Linked DNA regions of Mus musculus: all the other regions are linked to region 5. A link is a contact called in public ChIA-PET, Hi-C, HiCAR-type and promoter capture Hi-C data. All regions are on one chromosome and are shown on one strand. Each heading gives the region's core, a stretch centred on a gene start, on an enhancer-like site or on the middle of the called end of the contact. The rest is flanking DNA. Distances are from core to core; before and after follow the strand shown. Region 1 holds the start of Cenpl (centromere protein L). Region 2 overlaps Ankrd45 (ankyrin repeat domain 45). Region 3 has its middle 37 kb from the start of Tex50. Region 4 has its middle 58 kb from the start of Prdx6. Region 5 holds the start of Pigc (phosphatidylinositol glycan anchor biosynthesis, class C). Region 6 holds the start of Klhl20 (kelch-like 20).

Evidence for each region. Promoter capture Hi-C pulls out the DNA fragments that hold promoters and counts their contacts. A called contact is a pair of places that touch in the nucleus more often than the background predicts. ChIA-PET counts read pairs in DNA pulled down with a chosen protein or histone mark. HiCAR-type assays count read pairs that join an accessible place to other places.
Region 1: a contact with region 5 is called in an RNA polymerase II ChIA-PET map of memory CD8 T cells, with 8 read pairs. The contact joins the promoter of Cenpl here to the promoter of Pigc in region 5. A contact is called at or near these places in 2 of 39 promoter capture datasets (the HPC-7 cell line and pre-B cells) and 4 of 115 datasets of contacts at active chromatin or transcription factors (astrocytes, bone marrow-derived macrophages, large pre-B cells and 1 more).
Region 2: a contact with region 5 is called in a promoter capture Hi-C map of hippocampal neurons, with 2.9 times the contacts expected there. The contact joins the enhancer-like site here to the promoter of Pigc in region 5. A contact is called at or near these places in 2 of 39 promoter capture datasets (hippocampal neurons and pre-B cells), 1 of 115 datasets of contacts at active chromatin or transcription factors (large pre-B cells) and 1 of 9 other capture datasets (embryonic stem cells).
Region 3: a HiCAR-type map of astrocytes shows a contact between it and region 5, with 3 times the contacts expected there. The contact joins the enhancer-like site here to the promoter of Pigc in region 5. A contact is called at or near these places in 3 of 39 promoter capture datasets (the C10 cell line, hippocampal neurons and pre-B cells), 1 of 15 datasets of contacts at CTCF or cohesin (large pre-B cells), 2 of 484 Hi-C or Micro-C datasets (the C10 cell line and the G1E-ER4 cell line) and 4 of 115 datasets of contacts at active chromatin or transcription factors (the SCID.adh cell line, astrocytes, embryonic stem cells and 1 more).
Region 4: an RNA polymerase II ChIA-PET map of memory CD8 T cells shows a contact between it and region 5, with 13 read pairs. The contact joins the enhancer-like site here to the promoter of Pigc in region 5. A contact is called at or near these places in 1 of 39 promoter capture datasets (stem cell-derived epiblast-like cells), 2 of 484 Hi-C or Micro-C datasets (CD4 T cells and the G1E-ER4 cell line) and 4 of 115 datasets of contacts at active chromatin or transcription factors (embryonic stem cells, large pre-B cells, memory CD8 T cells and 1 more).
Region 6: a contact with region 5 is called in a Hi-C map of uterus, with 9 times the contacts expected there. The contact joins the promoter of Klhl20 here to the promoter of Pigc in region 5. A contact is called at or near these places in 4 of 39 promoter capture datasets (embryonic stem cells, hippocampal neurons, liver and 1 more), 6 of 484 Hi-C or Micro-C datasets (the Ba/F3 cell line, CD4 T cells, CD8 T cells and 3 more), 5 of 115 datasets of contacts at active chromatin or transcription factors (the SCID.adh cell line, bone marrow-derived macrophages, large pre-B cells and 2 more) and 2 of 9 other capture datasets (adipose tissue and liver).

The regions. Positions count from the first base shown.
Region 1 is chr1:161,069,445-161,072,144 of GRCm38.p6, reverse strand. Cenpl (centromere protein L) reads right to left here and starts at 1,378. Exons shown (of 5, transcript NM_001159930.2): 1 at 789-1,378. It overlaps Dars2 (aspartyl-tRNA synthetase 2 (mitochondrial)), which reads left to right and starts at 1,485. Exons shown (of 17, transcript NM_172644.4): 1 at 1,485-2,152. The coding sequence starts at 2,029.
Region 2 is chr1:161,169,599-161,172,298 of GRCm38.p6, reverse strand. It overlaps Ankrd45 (ankyrin repeat domain 45), which reads right to left. Exons shown (of 8, transcript NM_001368766.1): 8 at 1,792-2,700. It also overlaps the pseudogene Gm51252. Among named protein-coding and RNA genes, the nearest start is that of Tex50, 12 kb to the right of the region's middle. Within about 2 kb of position 1,403, at least 46 of the 459 cell types and tissues checked have an H3K27ac peak or open chromatin away from gene starts, as enhancers often do. A contact at or near this core is called in hippocampal neurons, where this site is marked.
Region 3 is chr1:161,194,912-161,197,611 of GRCm38.p6, reverse strand. It overlaps the pseudogene Gm6185. Among named protein-coding and RNA genes, the nearest start is that of Tex50, 37 kb to the right of the region's middle. Within about 2 kb of position 1,436, at least 272 of the 459 cell types and tissues checked have an H3K27ac peak or open chromatin away from gene starts, as enhancers often do. A contact at or near this core is called in the G1E-ER4 cell line, the SCID.adh cell line, astrocytes and 1 more, where this site is marked.
Region 4 is chr1:161,308,183-161,310,882 of GRCm38.p6, reverse strand. No RefSeq gene overlaps it. Among named protein-coding and RNA genes, the nearest start is that of Prdx6, 58 kb to the right of the region's middle. Within about 2 kb of position 1,397, at least 27 of the 459 cell types and tissues checked have an H3K27ac peak or open chromatin away from gene starts, as enhancers often do. A contact at or near this core is called in memory CD8 T cells, where this site is marked.
Region 5 is chr1:161,967,936-161,970,635 of GRCm38.p6, reverse strand. It overlaps Pigc (phosphatidylinositol glycan anchor biosynthesis, class C), which reads right to left and starts at 1,448. Exons shown (of 2, transcript NM_001039045.1): 1 at 1,357-1,448; 2 at 1-396. The coding sequence starts at 185. It overlaps 4930558K02Rik (RIKEN cDNA 4930558K02 gene), which reads left to right. Exons shown (of 7, transcript NM_001204904.1): 2 at 2,640-2,700.
Region 6 is chr1:161,130,182-161,132,881 of GRCm38.p6, reverse strand. Klhl20 (kelch-like 20) reads left to right here and starts at 1,403. Exons shown (of 12, transcript NM_001039482.1): 1 at 1,403-1,519; 2 at 2,430-2,493. The coding sequence starts at 2,486.

The DNA.
Region 1 (2,700 bases), core at 129-2,628, 900 kb after region 5:
TCTGTTAAAAATCTTCCATCAACTGAACTTTCCTTCAGAAGGCAGCGTCTTCCCTCTGCCACCACCTCCTCCCGTTCTTCTCCCCACTTGTTTGCTATTTAGATAGGAGTCTTCATCAGTTCTGTTTATACAGAATCTTTCTTTAAAGTAGGCTAACTAGTACAATAACTGCTAAGTATACATTACTTTTCAGGCATGTTTGTAAGCACTTAACAAAGATTAAGCCTTTAACGAATATTCTTTTGTTTGGGGGTGTTTTGTTTATATCGAGTGACAGTCTCTCTGTGTAGCCCAGGTTGGCCTAGAACTCACGGCAATTCTCTTGCCTCAGCCTCCCTAGTCCTGGGACATATCTGGTACTACTGTTCACTCCTCAAACGACCCTATTAGTAAGTACGCTGCTATGTTGCCAGGTGACTGGAGGGAAAGGTTCTACGAATTTCTCAATTCTTCGCCTCCTTTGACTCTTATGCCCGTGGCAAAGGGTCCTATCAGCCTCTTTCTAGTATCCACGGAACTATATCTCTCATCAAATTCTCTTGTACTCAGTTCCTAACACACAACTAAAACTCAGTAGTTTTTCTTGTGGTTAGTCCATGAAGAAAGTCCCTGAGTTAGTCACTGCAATATTGCCACAAAAGTCAACCCACTGCTCCCATACTAACGCTCACGTTGACGTTAGCTTCCGTTTGTACACATCTTAAATACACAAAAGCATTGCAAAGACAACAGTCACACAACAGAAAGAAATGCAGTACACGGCCAGTCGAGGACCCAAAAGCTCTTACCAAAACTATGTCGTAAAGACACTGTCATCCACTCCGGATTCACGAATCATCCTTCAAGTTTTGCTCCAAGACTACGTCGAGACGAAAGGTTTTGGTTTTTTAAGAAGAAGAAAGTGGCCAAAATGACTGCTTAAGAGAGAACCGAAGCAATCCCCGGTGAGTTCAGAAGAGACATCAGGAGTCCTGGAGTGAACCTAGCTTCCCTCAGGCTCGAGCAAGACCTGCGACTTCCCCCGGGAGAGACAGCTCGGCTTCCCAAGCTGCCCGGCTCTATGATCCTCGCTCTTCGGAAGCTGGCGCCGGCCCACGAAAAACAGGGAGTCCCCAAAGACCCTTCTCCGGAGCTCTCCGGGGATCAAAGGTAGACTTGAAAGTTCCGCTCGTCTAGGCGCTTTTCCACACACGCCACGCCCTCCAGTTTAAAATCATTTCCCGACTTGCCCTGCGGCCGACTCGGAAAGCCTCGCCTGTGGCCCTCCGATTTCACGTAACTGAAAGCAACTGAAGTCGTCATTTTAACTGAGGGCAAGGCTTGGAAGGCTTCAATCAATAGCCTCAAATTCCCAATCCCCTATTGCGCCGCGTTGTTCTTCCGTTTTCCAACCGGTGCGAAACTTTCCCGCATACTGCCGCCCACAATAAACATGGCGGAGGCGCCCTCGTCCTGATTGGCCGGAATCCTTGCGTAACTTTGGCGCTCGCCGGGCGTCAGAGGGACTGGCTTGTGGATGTGGTTTGTGTCTGGGTTTGAACCTCAGAGCTGTTTGGATTTGTTCGTCTTCACCTTTCAGGAAAATCCAGGATGGGCCGCCAGGTTTGGGAAAGTTGAAACACGAGGCTGCACCTCCTTATATTTCTGCTTATGCCCTGGTCACCTTCGAGATACGTGGGAATAAAGGGAGGACGCGCGCCTGGTGGCCGGCCTTCCGGCTGGGGCGCTCTGGCACTGGCGCTGCTGTTGAGGCATCTTCGGGGCTCAGCCTTGTTTAATTAAAGTGGGAACTGATGCACTGAAGGAAGCAAAGGCTTTCCCCCTACCCACTCACCTAAGGTCTCTGGAGACCTTGCAGGTCAATCTACTTTGTAGATACTAGAACGTTCAGCGGAGCAGGGTCTGGATGCATTTGCGTGGGAACTAGAATTTTAAGGGTTCCCAGGTATTCCGAAAACCGAGTTTTGAGCACCACCACACCTGCAGCGTGGGATTCGTGATTGTCTCTCCGGATCCCGGGACTTCAACATGTATCTTGGTTTTTGGTTAAGTCGTCTATGCAGGGGTTTATCCAGACCCATCGGGAAGACCATGCGGCCAATCTGGGGTTCTCTTTCCAGAAATCTGGCGTTGAGTTCACAAAGAATTCCAGGTGAAGGCAGCTACGAGCTTCCGCCTGTTTTTGACAGCTTGTTTCCCTGATTCTAACTGCATTTTAATACCAGGTCATTCATTCTCTTGATTAGTTATAATTAAGGTCCCCCCCTTGATTATAAAAAAAAAGTAGATAGCCTGTGTAGTGTATACTATTAGTAGAAAAACTAAAGTAATAATTTAAATAAAATCTTTTCTAATAGTTTATTGATTTACAAATGATTGTTATAAACTATACTTGTACTAAAGTTAAATACTAACTGCACTGTCAAGCAGGTAATTTCTAAAATTATATGTCACTTACCAAAATGGACAGCTACCATTTTATGTCCCTTCAAGTGCTAGTTTATGTACAAGGTTTAGATTTTTAAACAGAAGGCAAAATTTTCCTTTGGGGCAGTTATTTGCTTGGGCCTTGACACTTGTGCAGGTAAACACAATAGGGATATTGTATAATCTAGGCTATTTTATAAACTACATCAGACCTACAAGATGGCTCAGTGGCTTCAGGCACTTCCTGCCAAGCCTGAGTACCAGAGTTGACTC
Region 2 (2,700 bases), core at 154-2,653, 800 kb after region 5:
CACAGTAAGAGGAGGAGTGTCTGTAATGGGAGATTAGGTTTGCCTGTACAACATATTAGATGAACATATTAGATGAACACTAGAGTAACTGTGAGCCTTTTACAATACTTTTTTCCCAAACATAAACAGTGTACTTTATTAAAAACAAAACTGTAACACAATAACTTAGGAATGACAAATCAAATAACATAACAAGATACAGACAAAACTAATGAAGAGACATTGCTTCAGCTCACACTAGTGATCTCCTTAAACTGGAAAAGCTGCTAGTCTAGTGGTTCTGGCCTGATCTGCACAATACATGAGTGCAGAATTGGTGCAAAACAAAACAAAAACCTTTGTGTGAAGCCACCTTCAAATAATTGAATGACATCTCTCTAGGACCAGGGCTGGAGCAGAAATGGTTAAAGTGCTATCAGTGTTAAGAACTACAGGTCTAAAGTAATATTAAAAAATGTCCTCAAAACAAAATCAGTAAACTGACCAGATCATTTCTTTCATCTCAGAAAAGGGAGGAGGGTCGGGCAGCTGCTTCCTACTGTTCTCTATCCATTGTTTGGCTAGATTCGTTGCCTGTACTGTTTTAATAAACAGCAAATAGCGAAAGGTAAAACAAGCTACCCAAAAGGAAGTTCTCACTAGTTTAAATTTACACTCTTGTAAAACAAGGTTAGCTTTCAGAAACAATCTCACATTTTAACTTTGCATCGATACTCGTCTCCTATTTGTTCCACCAAGGGGATCCAATAAGATGTACTAGCAAGAATTTATTAGCCTCAGCTGTATAAACGTATTCATTCCATGCACCACAAATAAGCTTTGTGGTGCAAAGGAACATTTGACAGAACAAGTTCAGAAGACCTGAGTGTTTCCTCTGAAACTGTCAAAACCTCCTTTTCCAATATAAGCATCTTCAAAGTCAAGAGCGTGAACAAAACTTTTTTTCATTAAAAATGCAGACACAAAGTATTTTGCCTGCAGCTGTACCACACCCTGGACAGCTCTCCATTAGGAGATTCAGTAGTTATTTATCCCAAACCCCTTCCTCATTTTTCAGGTTTGAAAAACGGATCATGTCAAGTATGGAAAAGAACTTTTCCTTTAGGTCTCCTCAAATTCAGTGATCCCATTTCTTCAGATCCTTCTGTCAGGACTCCACGTCAATCTCAACTCCTTCATTCTTGTCCTCAAACTGTCAGGCTGTTTGCACTCACATCTTCAAGAGCTGCCAGATCAATAGGCGGCAGAGGGCTCCTCCAATACTGGAATGTATTATACTGCCCAAACTCTTCCTTCTGGCTGTGCACCCGTCTGCTGCTACCTGCGCTCTCTACCCTGTCGCCGCCTCCCGCCGCCCGGCTGACCCGGTGTTCCTCCTGCTCGCCAGGAGGTGGCTCTCGGGCTCCAGGTTGCACCCTGCAGCTCCTGTATGCGGTCCCCGCCGCCGCGTCGCTTGTGGAGCGCAGACGCAGGCTCCGCCCTGGTCCCCCGCGTCCCCCTGGCGCTTGAGGGGCCGAGCCGGTGGGACCCAGAGCGGCGGCTCCTCGGGGAAGTCGCTGGGCAGGAGCCGCTTCCAAGGCACGCGGAACGTGAGCGGCTCAGCCGCACGCCGCTTGGCCATGGGCCAGGGATGGGGCTCGCGCGGGCGGAGATTCGAACCTGTGCCCTTTTACAATGTTTAATGTTAAAACATCAGTTTGACATCTAGAGCGTGAAAAGTTAGACACTAGGTCAGTTCTGGCATATGATAAAAGTTCTATCATACGAGGCATAAAATGAGAAAACGTGTAACATAAAATTCTGTAATGAAGCTTCATTTATTCGGATCATACTGTCACCACGTAGCCCTACTTTTTGGAGTTAAAATGTCTTTTGTTACATGACAGTGATAACAGGCAGCAGTTGCTATTTTAATGTTACATTAATACCATACCTTTATATTTTTACATTTTTATGACCAATGAAACACAAAACCTAAAGAACTACCAACTAGAACTGATCATAACATTAAATTGCCTCCCTTTCAAATACTGTGGAGGCGTTCCTGAACTGTTAAGTGTGTGCTTTTTAAAAAGTCATTAGTCTATGCAAGGTCAGAAAGCACCATGCAGCTAATGAAATCACATCAAACTCACAGCATAAGGGCATCTAAATCTCCTATTGATCTACGTATAAGTCAGTGCAACAATAGGTAATAATTGATATCATCTCTAGCAAAACAGAAGTTATACATACACAGATTTAAGTAAGTATTCAGACCCCACATCAAAGGAGTCTCTGAAATAAGATACAAGGATGCCATGGGGCCACCAGGTCCATGACATTCAGAACTACACAGTTGGGAGCGGGCAGACAGAGAGCCACAATGTTTGCTGTGCGTATGGCTTGTCTGTGGTACACTGACATAGGCAAGGCATAAGCTAAGGTTGGGAGCATTTCTATAATGGTAATCCAACTTCGTAAATGAATGAAGAGGGAGTGAGTTCTGAGTACAAGGTAGGACTAAGCAATTCTAGGTACTGAGAGTAAGGTAGTACTAAGTGCGTCAATTCAACTTCTATTCCCCGACTTACTATTTTACAAGCTCTTTAGGTATGAGGAAGGCCCCCAACAAAAAAGAGGCCTCCTTTCATAAAGGATGTCAACAAAATTGTTGAAAATAAAGGATTTTCAACAAAAATGTCTTCCTTTCATAAAGAT
Region 3 (2,700 bases), core at 187-2,686, 770 kb after region 5:
CTAAAGGTGCCGGGCTACAGAGTCTCCAAGGAGCCCAGGGTGACAGTAGACAGAAAGGAAGAGAAAGAACATCCAAGCAAGCAGTGGAAGAGCTTTCAAACAGGGCACAGCACGATGCTTATGGGATGTGACCTCCCCTTTCTCCATTAATGTCCCCACGTCTGCAAAGCAGGTGTTAAGTGGGGTGAATAGCACCTCACATCCTTATTGCAAGCATTAACTTAGATGATATGTTCCTTGGCATATGTGCATGGCAATGGATGGCCACTCTTGTGATTCCAGTATTAACCACTGTTGTGACTACTACAGTACTGATTTTAATCCACTGGTCTACCACTTATCAAAATTCTTTTCATTTATCTATTCACTTAACTTCACTTTGGATATATATATACATACATATACATATACATACATATATATATATATATATATATATATATGCACTTTCCTAACGAATTTAACTTCAACAATCAAGTTGAGTAAAGCTAACAGTTCTGCAAATGTTTTGATAGGGGACAACTGTCAAACTCTTATTTCCAGTTTCTTTGAGTACATGCTAGTTCTTATTTTTGTCTGATATACATATATATATATATATATATATATACACATATGTATATGATCTTGATTTATTTATTATCATATATATTCTTGCTGAGTTTTAAACACATTTTTATCAAATGTTTGTGTTTCTTTTTTTTAAATAAAGCTTATTCTTGTAATTAACTGCATCAGTTCTTAGCATGACTTCAAATATATTTCTGAACACATTCAAGAAATTGATTTTTTATAAAGTTACTGACTACCAATTTCCATTTCTTTTTTTTTTTAAGATTTATTTATTTATTTATTATATGTAAGTACACTGTAGCTGTCTTCAGATACTCCAGAAGAGGGCATCAGATTTCATTACGGATGGTTGTGAGCCACCATGTGGTTGTTGGGATTTGAACTCGGGACCTTCAGAAGAGCAGTCGGTGCTCTTAACCACTGAGCCATCTCGCCAGCCCCATGTCTGTGTTTCAATGACTTGAGCCAAAGTGACGGAACATTTTTGGTTATATTGATAAATGAAAATAAGGAACTTGTATTGTTAATTATGTGAGAGTCCCATCCCAACTCGAAAACGTGTGTGTCTGGGCTGGGAATCCTCTAACGTGAAAGGGAGGCTGAAACGCCTTCTGCGACCCGGTCCTGGCACTCTGCCCTTGGCTATCATCCATTTAATCTGTCTAAGGGGACACCAAATATTGGCTGCAAACACCTCCATTCCTATTAGGAAGAAGAAATGAACCAGCATTTATGAGCCACCCTGTCTTGAACACAGTAGGGAGCTGGCAAAGGCTCAAAAACAAGTGTCTGGGATTGGGGAGAGAGACACGCCCCGCCCCCCTCCAGGAACAACTGTCACTCAGAAGGAGGTGGGAGGAGCTGTGTACACAAGGAGCTCTTGCCAGTCCCTAGGGTAGCCGCAGCTCACAAGCATAGCAAGCTTCATTAATGCATGCAGTGCCTTACACAAATGGAGTATTGTTAGACCGATTGTATAGAAGAGACAAGCTTAAAGAGGCTAAGTATTTCCCAACGTTGCTGATTGACGGAGTATATCTGGATTCTGTCTACTCAAAAACACATTGAGAAGGAATGTTGGTTCATTCGATCAGCACGTATTAAATTACTGTCGGGCATTTGACCAACTCTAAGCTTGGCTGAAAGGAGGAAAAACTAATCGAGTGAAGAGCTGACTATGAGCGCCACTCATATTCAAGAGGCTCACAGTCTGGTAGGGAGGTGGAAAAACTGAAGTAAGGCATCCACAAAACTTTCACAAAGGAGCAAAGAAATAAAGCTGAAGGAAACGAGCATTCCGTGAATGTTTTCGCTAGTTTGACTGGCTCAGGGCAGTAAGCAACCACTAGGTGGCGATATATCTACAGGAAAAAGAAAACTGCCTTTCCTTAGCTAGAGGTGTAAGAGACGGCTGAGATCTTCATTGGTTAAAGTTGCTCCAGTGTATGAGGGGAGCAAAAGCAGTTTGGTCATAGTTAATATGGTTCCTGGGAGCTGAAACACCTCAAGTCCCAATTTTACAAAACTGAACTAACGGAAGGCCCACTGGGGCTGGGTACAGTTACTCCTGCAACTTACCCGATGCCCCAGCTTCTCTTCCTGACACAAGCACTCTTGATCTCCCCACTCTCGTTTCCCACCTTCTAGATTCAAGAAAAGATCGCTATTTGAAAGGACCTTTTAGTCTAGTGAGTGAAGGATGACGAGCTTGGAAAGCCCTCGGGAACTTCTCCGCCAACTTTTCCCATTTTATGGGGTGAGCAGCTCAAGAGTCCAGACAGAAACAACTCCATGACGATTCCGCTTCTAGGGCACTGCCATGGACTTACTGTAGGGTTAGAGAATAGAGCTCAAAGGGCTAAGAGTACCCAGACATAGGAGCGCAAAGACATGAGGTTACAATGAGAGGCCAGGAGAGAACTAGATCTGACAGAGAGGTGATGTGACAAAACACAAGTGGGTGGGTGGGGGGTGGTAACAGACAGGAGGAAGACATGAAGCAGGGGAAAGGAGCAGGGCAAACCAGGACTCCCAGGCTCTCTAGTAGGATGGCAGTTCTTGTGTTTGTTTGCCTTACCAAGGTAAAACGTCATGTACACCAGTGAGAAACAGAGAACAACGTTCGTC
Region 4 (2,700 bases), core at 148-2,647, 660 kb after region 5:
ACTCTAATCTTCGTACTAACTTAACTATAGTCTCACACATTTTTCATTAATTCTTCTCTGGGGAGTATAAGAAGGAAGAGAACCTGCCCGACACACAAAGTAAAGAACTGAATGTAGCCATCACAGGCCCTAAGTACACAAATCAGGAAAGCCACTAAAGTGAAGGCAGCTGGGGAGGCCATTGTGGATACTTACCCAAAGAAGGGACGACTCCAGCAGAAACTACAGGGAAAACAAGTGTGGATGCACTCAGCCCACCCACTACACTCCCATCCGAGACTGTAACAGCCAGACTCCAGATTTCAAGGACCTGAAACAACACGCCATCTTTTTATTTCCCATTCTTCGTTTTTTTCTTCGTGTGTGTTTGTTTTTCCACTTCATGATCCTTTTTTTTTTTAACTTTCCCTAAAAGTTTGGTAGAATTTTTACTTTATTGTATTTAAAAACGTTTATATTTTATTTCTTATTCCCCTTCATACACATAGCATAGTCACTTAATTTTATCCCCACAATATTCTTCATTTAGAGTGCAACCTCTTATTCTCTTCTTTTAAGACTGCCTTTCTCCTTTATACTCTCTATACTTAACTATAATTGTATCTTGATCTTACAACTCATGATTTATATTTTACTTCTTATCTGGCATTTGTCTAATTTTGATCCCAGTCTTTTCTTGGCACTGGGGGGATTCTGTGTTTTCTTTTTTTAATTTTTTTCTGACCTCTTGATCTTTTCTATTCCCCACCATGTTGGGGTTTTGTTGTTGTTGTTGTTGTTGTTGTTGTTGTTGTTCCTTTTCTTTTTGTTCATTAAACCCGTTTTTCTTCCATTTTTCCTCTTTCCTTACCTTCTTTATCTCATTTATTATTTCCATACTTAGAGCAATTAATGTGCAGAACATAGCATGCTTTAATTTTGGCATTCTTTATTGCCCAGTGATAACTGCTGATTGTAGGTTTAAGTATTCCTAAATTTTTACTTTTTTTTTAAAGAACTATTTTATTTCTAACTATGTATCTGTGTGCATATGAGTATATGCACATGAATTTGAGTGCCCTAGGAATAGCAAGCTGTTGAATTCCCTAAAGCCAGAGCTACAGTCATGAGCCATGGAGCATGGTACTAAGAACCAAACTCGGGTCTTCTGTAAGAGCGGCATGAGTTCTTAACCGCTGAATTATCTCTCCAGAAGTACTTCAGTATTTGACTTTCTGATTCAATATGATTACAAGAAAGAACCAGGTTTTTGTGGTCAATCAATAACAAAACTGAACACCAGTATCAGATAACATCGAGAGGGAAGTGAAAAGGTGAGTAGCTTATATAAAACAGACCTTAGAAAGGAAATCATCCCAGCCAGGAGACTGAGTAAAAGTCCGATTCATTTCATGCACTGACTCTGACTTTCTGTGTCTTAGACACCACAACAGTAAAGCAGCAAATCATACCAGGGCACCACTGCAAACCACATCAAAACCCCAAACAGCAGTTTTGAATGTCAAAAACATTCACTTCCTTAAAAACAACTTTCTTATCTGGGTGTAGTATAAATCCACGTAGTAATTCCAGAACAGTGGAGGAAAGGCCAAAACTTGAGTTTCAGACCATCCTGGGCTACAAAGCAAGACACTGTCTGAAGAGAATACACACACACACACACACACACACAGATGCAGACAGACACTCACACAGATGCACACACATAGACACAGACACACATATATACCCAGACACATACATATACACACATGCACACATACAGACACAAATGTACACATGTACACACATACACATGCATACACTCAGGCACACATACACACAGACAGGCACACACATAGACACAGATGCAGAAATACACACAAACACATGCACGCACACACACATTTCTTTACTCATGTTTGAATGTAGTATTTCCTAGACATACATATACATGTATACAAACATGATGAAAATGTTCAAAATACAATCAAGAGATCAACTATAAAAATTCTCAGTTAGTAGGAAATGTATAAAAACTAAAGGTATAACTAAACTATTCAATAAAACAGATTTTTTTTTCAATTTAAGAGAAAAATGGATTTCAAAACACAAGGGGTATTTAGAACTCTGCAATACACATCACTGGAGAAGAACATCTCCATGATGTGTTATAGTTAAGATGTCAGAACAAGAAGCACAGGAGCAATATTAAAAGCTGTAAAGGGAGGCTATCGAGATGGCTCAGTAAGAGCATTGACTGCTCTTCCAAAGGTCCTGAGTTCAAATCCCATAATGAGATCTGATGCCCTCTTCTGGTATGTCAGATGACAGCTACAGTGTACTTATGTATAATAATAAATAAATCTTTGGGCTGGAGCGGGGGCTGACTGGAGCGAGCAGGGTTGACCTGAGCAAGCAGAGGTCCTAGAAATTCAATTCCCAACAACCACATGAAGGCTCACAACCATCCGTAGAGCTACAGTGCACTCACATACAGAAAATAAATAAATAAATCTCTTTTTAAAAAAAAAGCTGTAAAGGGGAAAAAATACCAATTCACCTACAACAACAAACAAATCATCAGACTTAGAAGACAAGAAAAGAGAGGAATAATGTATTTCAAACCTAGAAAGTAAATAACTACAAACAAGATTACTGTATCCAGAAAATCTTTTTAAGTTTTAATTTTTTAAATTTTTCATACAGTATGTTTTGATT
Region 5 (2,700 bases), core at 199-2,698:
AGCTGCTGTATCACCACACTGGACTCAAATACCACAGCCCAGTACTGGTACTTCCGGGCATAGATGTTTTTCCGGAGTTCTTCCAGGAACCTCTGGTCAACATAGTTATCAGGGAACGGCTGCCGCTCATATAAAACCTTCTGCCACTTGACTTCTGGGGTGTCTGTTACACGTTGAGCACACATTATCTCATTCTTTCCTCAAATCCAGGTTGGCTCAATCTCCCTCAGGGACGTCCATGGGGTTCTGGTTCTTGATAAATCTGTAGATTAAGAACTCTCTGGAAATGCCATGCTGATACCCTACAGAACTTTCCTTGTTTACAAAGCCTTCAGTACAAGCTGAGCCTGCATTAGATGAGTTTGTCCTGAGGGTCAGGACAACACAGCTAAATTCCTAGAAGAGAGAACTGTAAATATATGGAAGCTGGCATCAGATACAATAAAAAACAACTTGGCTTACTGAAAGCCTAGATAAATTGTGTCTGGTGACATAATGCGGCATTAAGCCTTCACATTTTAAAGTGTAGTCTTAATAATTGATATCTGCATCTAACTCAGAATGTTAAATGTCTTATGCACCTTCTTTAACTGTCACAGCCTTACAAGTTAATACCAGTTATGAGTTTACCTAATAAGACATCTGAGTTTCAAAACAGTAGAGTATTTAGGTCCCAGGCTAACAGCGTGGAGCCAGACCTCCTACAAAAGTCTAGTGTCAAAGTCTCTGCTTCTGGTCGTCCTTCTCTAAGCCAGTCTTAACTTGGGCATTCATACACTCTAAGGTTTATACTATTTTTGCATGATTATATTTGCAACTTACGCAAATTTATAGGGACAGAATCCATCCATAGCCGTTACTAGGTCCCCAAAGGTATCTGAATAAGTTATCGGTCGAATGACAATAACCTGCACCGTACAAAAGGGCATGATCTCTCTATAGTTTTAGCCCAAACCAAGAACTCAAATCTTTTTTGTTCATTAGCTGAACTTACTATCCTTTAAAGTGCTATATCATCCTAATTAACTGAAACAGCAAAACTCTAGCGCAGGATCAAGAAAACAATCATCCCAGTCGTAAACACAGAGGTCATTCAGCAAATTCGAGAAAGAACTTCCTGCCGGACCGTCTGTATTTTTCGTGGAGGCTAGGATAGACCTTTGCTTTAAAAGCCGTACACCCTGGAGTCGGCCCTCACGCACTGGGACCTCGGGATTTGAAAGGTCCCCGTCACCGGGCGGCGAAGGGTCTTGGGCTACCACTCACCCAACCGGCCTGCCCCGCCCGCCGCTGCCGACCCCCGCCCCAGCCTTGGATCAGCCGGAAGCGCTCACAGCGAAGGACGCCGGAACCCACCTGCACCAAGCTCTTTAGGGGGGTGCACGACCGAGAAGAGCGGCCGCCTAGCTACTTCTACATCCGGGACGCCGGCTTGGAAGGGGACTACTGTGGAGGAGCACTTCCGGATCCGCAGCACTCGGCGGCCAAAGCGTCCCGCCCCGAGACTCCACACCGCGAGGTCACTGCTGCCCTCTACTGATTGCTCCTCTCCTGGCAATCTGCTCCTAGTGGAATGCTAAGCCTGGGAAGCAAATCCCTCAGTGGGAATTACTTCACAGGGTGTGGAAGGCAGGAGAAGGCAGGAAGAGTCGCGGGGCTGGTGGAAGACTGGTAACTGCAAGGTTACCATGACATGTGTTGACAGGCTCTCAGCCAAGGGACTTTCCATGCATCCAAACCCTCCTCCTATAGGTGCCAAACCAGGCTTCTGGTATTCACCAAAAAAAAAAAAAAAAAAAAAAAAAAAAAAAAAAAAGGGGGGGGGAGTCGGGGAGATCCCAGATCTCACATAGCATCCTGTGCGTTGACTTGCACAGAGACGATGCGATCATTAGTTTGTTTTTGACCAAAGTCAGGCAGCTGGTTAGTAATTGCAAGTAGATCAGAAATATCCAAATGTGGATGGCTCCAAAGCTGGATCCTTTCCTAGACTTTGCCACCTAAAAGAGATGAGGGTGGAGAGCCTTTGGGACGAGAGATTGCTGATTTTCAACTGGGGTCTTGGAAGTGTCACAGGATTTATAAATAGATGGAAGCTCGAAGAATTTAAAATATAGAGACTGTTAAATAGTGTGGACACAGAGGCAGAAAGCATGAACCCATTTATTCATATTCACACTATCTGGGCTTTGAATTCTTTGTCTGTAAAAGAAAGAAGGCGCTTATTTGTTCTTGGCCACCTTATGGAATGGTTGGAGGACTCTCGTGTTAAAATAGTTTGCAATGTATTGATTGCTGTGTGGTTGCTGTTAGCTTACTTTGCTTATTGTAATACCAGCACTGGTCAAGTATTTTAACTTTTTTTTAATATTTTGTTTTTAATTATGTCTACATATGTGCTCCTGACTCCAGGTGTCTGTGGAGGTCAGAAGAAGGTGCTAGGTCCCCTGCCGCTATAGTTACAGGCAGTCATGAGCTGGCTTGTGGGTGCTGTCAACTAAACCTGGCTTTTCTCCAAGAGGAAGGAGTGCTGTTAGCCACCAAGGCATCTCTCTGGCCCTGTGACTCCCTTTAAGATTTAGTCTTCGGAAGTGTGATAAACTCTGCAACCTGATCTCTTTCCATTTCTCTCTCTGTAGGCTTTTGTTCCAAAGTTTGACAAGATTCCTTGGCTGAGTGAGGCCAGCCTGGTAAACAAAC
Region 6 (2,700 bases), core at 154-2,653, 840 kb after region 5:
TAAGCTCATTGGCCCCCAGAGTATTGTTTATTGCCCCAGACTCACACATTATAAAACCAGTTCTAAGTATATTTTCAACTAGAAATTTAGGATCCCTAAGAGGACGCCTATGGGATTGTAGGAGTTCTATAATAATTGGAAATGCCAGTTTTTTCATATGTTTATTTTTATGTATACTTTGTTAATTGGCATAAATATGAAGAGCTGATTCACACTGAACTCCTCCCCTTTAAAAAGAAACAGAGTAGTTGAAGCACAAGCCAGCTTACAGTGGGTAGTAGGTTAAGAAGGAATCAATGGGTTAAGAATAGGAAATATTACTTTCACCCTGGCTTAAAAGCCCATTTTAGTTACTAGCATTCCTTAATGTTTTTATAACTCCCTTGCTATAGAACTGTATAGCTATAAAGAATTAAAATCATGACTCATATTTTGGAAGAATCTGAGTCACTTTGAAGATGACTTTTAGACAATCTACACAAAAGAAACCTGAGAGGTGCACATATAAGATGCCATTTCAATGGATCAGAAAAATGTACATCTAAACTATTTTATACCCATCAGATTGGCAAAAAATTAAAGTTGAAAGTACCAATAATATGGACCAACGAGAATCCTTGAACCTTTCTGGAGGAAGATATAATATAATTGTGGCCAGAATCTAGAACCATTGTACACGGCATCAAGTTGTGGCTCTAACCCTTACAGGCTATGCTCCGTAGATACCCTTACCCTTTTGTAAGTTACATAACGCTTTGGTACCGACTGGAATGGCACTATCTGAAACATAATGCTACCACCATTTGGAAAAATGGTAATAAATCCTTCAATAAGAGAGATACTAGAACTGATAAACTAATACACAATGTTATATGCTAAGTATTTGATAATAAATGGGGTATCCATAGCTGTTACTAGTACATATATTATTTACTTATATATCACTGGTACATATGAAGAAAAAACTTGGCCAAATGACAAAGTGTATCATAGAACTAGAATTAGAAGTTGAATTTAAAGACCAATCATTCCCACTACAAGTTTATTAATATGAGGTATATTTCCTATCAAAAACAACTGCACAGAGTCTATAGATGTCAAATAAAGTTCAGCTAAAGAAATTTTGGTTAATAATAGCCTTGTATAGTTTTCAATACATCAGCAACAGACTTTTAGTTATATACTCAAAAATGAAACCCTCACCTCATACATATTTTATTTGGTTGCTCTCTAAGTATATTGTAAAAGTCAGATCGACTAATGGTACCAGTCCTGGGAAACGCTCAGCGAAAGGCACAGCTACTTCCGGAGCCATGACGGAACTACTTGCCCGAACACGTGCAGTTCCGTGGGAAGGATTTAGCCATCGGACCGCTTCCTGTTTCTGGATCTGGGCGGGTGCAGGGAAAGGAAATCGCTGCAGGAGCCGCATCCTGCCTGCGCTAGCGGCTCCAGAGGTGGAGGCAGAGAGGGCGGAGAAGGCAGAGAGGGTGCCGCAGAGAGAAAAGTGTCAAAGCCAGTAAGTCAGAGCTCTAGAGCACGGGATGGAGAACAGAGCCCTAGGTCTCGCTTTGCAGATCTATGAGCTCAACTTGCCGAACTGCCCGGCGGGGTCAGGGCAGTGCTTTCTAGGCTGCCTGTCAGTCGTGCCTCTAAGGGACGGTAGGGTTCCTCGGTCGGGCCTTTCAGGGCTCCAGGCTGCGCTGCTGCTGGCTGCCCGAGGTGTCTTGAAGCCAGGGCAAGGCTGTGCAATGCTTGCTGGGGACGCAGGACTCCGCATCCTGGACAGCTTCACTTGGAATTCTAAGGGAGCGAGCACTCTGCCTCCCATTTTCTCTCTGGAAGCCAGCAAGATCCTGGCGGTGAACAATATTTCGGCGACTAAGACGAGAGCTTGGGAGAGTTGTAGTCTAGAACTACTTTCCCTGCCCTTGTTCAAGCTGCCCGGGCTGGGCTGGTCGGAAGTGGAGTTGTTTTTAAAGGCAACCGCCTCCGGCCTGCTTGTCACTTCAGAATAAGTTAACAACCTTCGGATTCAGTGCTAAAACAATGCTTTTCCTATCCGAGTCACTAAATTAGTACTGCTGCTGGTATCAAGTGATTACTCTGCAAATATACTTGATGGTGAAGTTAAAAAATCAAAAAACTCCCCAGGTGCTTCTTGAGCAGAAAACACCAACTAGCGATCATGACTATTTTGATCCTGACTGCTTTCCCAGTCACCCTCACATTCACATATAATCTGTCACCTTAGCATCTTTAGTTAGTGATAGTCCTCTTAAAGGCATTACATTATGATTGCGCATCTACGCAAAGATTACATTAGGATGTAAGATTCCTGATTACAGACGAAATGAGTGAAGTGATTATACAAGTTGCTGGAGAACTCGAACAGTTTTTAGTAAGCTACTACTTCTCTCTTGTTGAAGGTACGGCTTTAGAACACGGTGAAGGATACTTTTCATGGTGCAGGGAAGGAAAGCCAATGCGCAGGTAAGCCTTTTTAAGAATATGAAACATTGATTTCAGTGATTGAAATTAAGCTTCTACTAACAGTGCATCGTTTACGATTATTTATTCACAAACCTTAACAAATCCTGCTTGGAATTAATCGTTCTTGTTTCAAGTAAATCGAAACTAGTAATGTCAGAAAATAGCAACTTCGTTTATTTGGTTGTGTTGTTTTGTGTTGTCTAGGGA